2 separate regions of the Oryctolagus cuniculus genome follow, and region 2 is linked to region 1. The links are chromatin contacts, called in public Hi-C maps. All regions are on one chromosome and are shown on one strand. The core of a region is the stretch at or near the end of the contact, and the rest is flanking DNA. Distances in the headings are between cores, read along the strand shown. Region 1 holds the start of ATP6V1H (ATPase H+ transporting V1 subunit H). Region 2 holds the start of TCEA1 (transcription elongation factor A1).

Region 1 (2,700 bases), core at 180-2,679:
TTTTTCCAACCAAAAAATTGTTAGCATAGTAAAATTCATGTTAAACTTTTTAAAAAACATTTATGTATTTATTAATTTGAAAGGCAGAGTGATAGAGAGCTCTTCCATTTGCTGCTTCATTTTCCAGGTGGCTGTAACAGCCAAGTCTAGACCAGGCAGAAGCCCAGAGCCAGGCACTCCAACTGGGTTTTCCATGTTAGTGGCAGGGACCCAAGTAATTGGGCCATCTTCAGGAGCTTTCGCAAGCATATATCAACAGGAAGCTGGCACAGAAGCTGAACTGGTACTCTGATATGGGATGCCAGAAGCTTAAGCCACTGCACCACATTTGGGCCCCACACTTATACTGAACTTAATAGAAGATAATAAATTGGGGCGGGTGTTGTAGCAAACAGGGTAAAGCAGCCACCTGGAGTACAGGCACTGTTTCAAGACCTGGCTGACCTCCACTTTCCATTTAGCTCCTTGCTAATGCACCCTGGGAAAGCGGATGATGGCCCAAGTGCTTGGGCCTCTGCATCCACGTAGAGACCCAGAAGAAGCTCCTGACTCCTGGCTTCAGATCAGCTCAGCTTCAGCCTTTGCAGCCATTTGGTGAGTGAACCAGTGGACGCCAGACCTCTTTCTTGCTCTCTTTCTCTCTGCCTCTGCTTCTGCCTCTCTGTGACTCTTCAAATAAACAAACAAATCTTAAAAAAAAAAAAACCTAAAAAGGAAATTTATCTTGGTTTATGTCACTGAATTTGTGGTAATTTTTTACAGCTGTAAACATAAACAGTAAAAACACTGTTACTGTGTGTTTCTTCATAATCAATGTATAATATTGATTTAAAACTCGATCTTAATTTGGCATTTTTAGTAGAAATGTATTTGGTACATTTATAAATCTTTCAGTTTTAACAAAAACATGCTGTTGTATGTACATACCTGCCTAATAGCAGTGCAGTTGTATTTGTTATTTGAAGAAAGAGAGAGGAGCTGTGTCCTTTCCTAAGGAAAACGGGCTGAGGATAGGGTTGTCAGTATAACATACTGGTTGCCCAATTGAATCTAAAATGTAGATTACCAATGAGTAACTTTATTATTAACTGCAAATATTGCATGGAACATACAGTATTTGTGGAATCTGTAACCGTATGACTCACTTCTCAGCCTCGGTTTATATTTAAAATAAGAATAAGAATGCCTTCTTCACTGAGCTGTTAAATCCAGATGAAAACCAATCTATTTACTAAAGCTAACTTTTTGAAAAGAATCACAGGGCTAAGGCTTGGGCCTTGCTCGCTGCCTCCAGGCGGAGCGCTGGGTTTGGGGGTCCTAGGTCCGCGTTCCCGGCCTGCTGAGCCCCTCTCCTCCAGAGCAGGCTGGCCACACAGCGAGCTACGCGTCCCTTCAGAGCCCACCTCGTGGTCGCTTGGTGTCCAGCTCCTCCCACGGAGCAAGCCCTCCTCAGCGCAACACTTCTCCCTAGGCTGTTTTGGCCCCTCCCGGCTTCCGCAGCGGTCACGTGCTTCTGATCACGTGACAGGCACTCCTGTCATTCTACTGCAGCGGCTCAGACTTCCTTCAGCCGGTGCGGTCCTAAACGTCTCTTTGGGCTGGGATCCCGTTCACTTTTTGGTCTCCGGGTGTCCCGCCGCTGCTCGGGTCTCCAGACCGGAAAGAGGACGCCGCTCGACTTTGACTCGGTTCCCCAGCCCAGCTGTGGCCCCGGCGTCCCGGACCGCCGCACCCTCCCTACCACCTTTGGGTGCGTTGTGGGGGTCCCGGTGCTTGTTTTGTCTCCGGCACCCGCCCAGGTGAGGCTACCCTTGCGGTTTCTCCAGCTTCGCTGGTGCGTGCGGCCTCTCGCTGCTTGTCCACGCCCGTCTTCCTCTGGCCCCGGAATTCCTTTCCTTCTAGGCCTCAGGTTTGCGAAAACAGGCAGAGCCTTCCCTGCAGGTGGAATGACTGAGGGGCCGGGCCCGGTCGTGGTGGGGGATGGGTTTGGAAAGGCCGCTGGGGCTGTCTCCTCGGTTGCAGAGTTCCAGCTTGGCCCGGACGAGGCCTGTTCCTGCCCGATCTAGGCCTGGGTCTTGTTTAGGCAGCAGATCCTTAGATCTAGAGATAACGTTCCAAACTGACTAAGGTCGTTGGGAACCCGCAATAGAATTTTGAGTTATGAATTTAGCTTCTTGTGGCCAGACCCTGAATTTATATTTTGCGAATGGGAGCCTATGTTTTGTGTTGTAATAAAAATCTGTGTCCTTATGAAAGGCCTTTTATTGTAGGATCTTGTCTTCAGCCTTGATTCTCTGTTGGTTGTACCTAAATTGTAACAGACGTTTGTTCAACATTTCTTCCAAAATTGATTTTGAAAATACTGTAAATTTTGATTGATAGGGAAACCATTGCATTCCGAGAAATTACTGTCCCACTTTTTATATTTGAACTTGAAGGGATCAATTTTAGAAAGAGATTATAATTTTTATTATTTCAAATGTTGATTAGTAAACATTAATATAGTAATTGCACTTACCTGTCAGAAAACAAAAATTGTCTAAATTGTATAAATTTAAAATAGTTTCCTATCTTGTGTGCCTAGTCTACTTAATCATGATTTCTGATGTCCGTATCTTAAGTGGTCACCTGACAAATCTCATTGCAATACTGATGACAATTTAAAAGAGCTTTCCTAGGAAAGAAAAAGCCTCTAGGAAA
Region 2 (2,700 bases), core at 107-2,606, 220 kb before region 1:
TTATAATAATTCTGATATTAGAATTAATAATTTAAGGGTACAAATCCACAACCATAAAGGTATTGTTAACATACACATTAATTGACGTGTTAAGCAGACAGCAAATGGGGATATAAATATTGGAAAACTGTAATTTCTGGCTAAGGGGCCAACATGGAACCTTATATTTGCCTTACGGATTAACTTTTTTTTCAGGACACATAGAATATTTACAGAAATTCACAAATCTCAACAAATTCCTTTCCCATTAAATACCTGCATTCTTACAATTTAAGTTAGCTATCAACAATAAACACTAGTTAAAAATGGGAGCACGCATTTAGCACAATGGGTAAGCTGCTGGCCTCCCATATCAGAGAGCCTGGATTTCAGTCCTGGCCGTTCTGGATTCCCACTTGCTGCTAATGCACACCTTGGGAGGTAGCAGCTATGGCTCAAGTACATGGGTCCCTGCCACCCACGTGGAAGTCCTGGATTCCAGGCTTTTTTTTTTTTTTAATTTTTGACAGGCAGAGTGGACAGTGAGAGAGATAGAGAAAGAGAGAGAGAGAGAGAGAGAGAAAGGTCTTCCTTTTGCCGTTAGTTCACCCTCCAATGGCCGGCCGGCGCATCGTGCTGATCGGAAGGCAGGAGCCAGGTGCTTCTCCTGGTCTCCCATGGGGTGCAGGGCCCAAGCACTTGGGCCATCCTCCACTGCACTCGGGCCCTAGCAGAGCTGGCCTGGAAGAGGGGCAACCCGGTGTGCGGTGCCGCAAGGCGGAGGATTAGCCTATTGAGCCACGGCGCCGGCCCCAGGCTCCTTTTTAGCCCTAGCCCAATCTTGGCTGTTGGAGTCATTTGGTGATTGAACCGGTTAGCAGATGGAAGATCTCTGCCTCTTTTTACTGTTCAAATTTTTTTAAAAAATTTAAAAAATTTAAAATGCTGCCTCCCAGGCGCATTCGCAGGGCCTCAGGCACTCTGATGTAGGACGCAGGCATCTTAACCCTGAGACAAACGCAGTCCTTATTTTTAAGGACGCTAACTTCCTCTTCTGTCTTCAGAAGTAGGTGAGTTGCCTTACTTAATTTCTTTGTTCACTAGTACTTAACTCTCCGTATTCAAAGTGCTATGTGCAAGGTTGGTCTGTCCTCAAGAAGCTTACAAACGAACCCAAAAAATGACCAGACGCGTGCCATAATAGGCTCTTTAGGTGCTGGGTTACGTTCTTCTGCGTAGCTGTCTACCATGGAGACCGCTCGGGATCCTCACGGACTTTCAAACCCGCCAAAGTTCGATTCTCCGAACCCGCCTCCCATTCGAGCAACGTGGGTCCCGCTAGGTTCTAAGGCTCTGGGCGGCTCCAAGGGACCCCGGGGGGCAGAAACCCCGCCCTGTGCGTTGAGAGACGCCCGGCACAACCGTTGCCTTCCTCACCCGCTGGCGGGAAGCCGTACCGCCCTCTTGGCCCTCCTCCCTCAGGCCAACGCCCGCCCAAATCCAGCCCGGTGAAGCCGCGACTCACCCTTTAGCAGCGATCCGCAGTTGATTAGTAGCGCCTGTAGGACGCGCGCGGGCTCTACTAGTGCGGCCTGCGGGGCGGAGCCACCGCTGCCGCCTCTGGTCTGGTGTGTGAGGAAGGCCCTAGGCCGGGGCCTGCCGTGGTGGGAGTCGCCGGACGCCGGGGCTCGCGACCGCTCTACGTCCTCTCCACGCCACCTTCTGCCATTTCGCGGCCCCAGAGGGCTGGGCGCGGGGAAGACCTGCCGGCGCCATGGAGGACGAGGTAGTCCGCATCGCCAAGAAGATGGACAAGATGGTGCAGAAGAAGAACGCGGTGAGTGCGGCGGGTGGCGCGGGCCGGGAGCGAGGCCGGGTAGGGTGTTGCGGTCCCGGCCTGAGGAGGCCCCCGACCCTAGCGTCGGCCCTCGCTGCCCTCTCCGGCGGAGAGTGACGCCTGCCACCCCCGCGTCCTGGGAGGGCGCCCTGGTGAGGCCGGGCTGGACCACGGCCGCCGGCGTTGGGACCCGCGCTGGGTATTGCGAGGTCCCTGCTGTTGGCACGGCGTAGTGAGCCTAATCGAGTCAGGGAGTAGGGTTCGCTCTCCTTTGGTTTCACTTCCGAGGTGGTAAATCCTCCCCAATCTAGTTTAAGCACCGAAAAGTAGAGAAAGCCCTCGCTCTTTGAAAGAATGTGTTCGTTACCGCGATCGGTGGTTCCAGACGAGAAATACCGAACAGCATTCCGTAAAGATTTGTGATCACTTTTAGACGCAGTGCTGGAAAGATAAAAGGGAAAACTGCTGGATCTTGGTTTTTGAAGATGAAACATCCTTTTGGTCGTCTCAGTTACATTACAGGTTTGCTTAGGAGTTCGAAAGGTGAAATATGTTGTAGCCTCGCGGCAGGTTGCTAAACGTTTTTTAAAAGTGTATTTTGTCAGGTCGTGGTGTACAGCAGAGCTGTAAACACACACCAAGGTGTGCTGGTAGATGGATTTGGACAACCATAATTGCTGGGTACTTCCTCAATGGTGCACTTAATACCGGTGGCATAATCTTGTTGATGTGTGTGTGCGCGAACGTGTTCTCTTGCGGTCTTTATGAGGTCGTGTTACAACCAGTTTTACCTTGTGTACCTCTTTCGATCCTTTTCTTCATACTTCGCTGTTTTCTGCTAAACTTCCATGATGCTCCTCACCTGAATTTGTTCCTCCATGCTC

What was found. A called contact is a pair of places that touch in the nucleus more often than the background predicts.
Region 2: a contact with region 1 is called in a Hi-C map of skin fibroblasts, with 1.9 times the contacts expected there. The contact joins the promoter of TCEA1 here to the promoter of ATP6V1H in region 1. A contact is called at or near these places in 2 of 6 Hi-C or Micro-C datasets (embryonic fibroblasts and skin fibroblasts).

What each region holds. Positions count from the first base shown.
Region 1 is chr6:78,666,651-78,669,350 of mOryCun1.1, reverse strand. It overlaps ATP6V1H (ATPase H+ transporting V1 subunit H), which reads left to right and starts at 1,429. Exons shown (of 14, transcript XM_008255525.4): 1 at 1,429-1,799.
Region 2 is chr6:78,885,791-78,888,490 of mOryCun1.1, reverse strand. It overlaps TCEA1 (transcription elongation factor A1), which reads left to right and starts at 1,356. Exons shown (of 10, transcript XM_008255530.4): 1 at 1,356-1,816. The coding sequence starts at 1,754.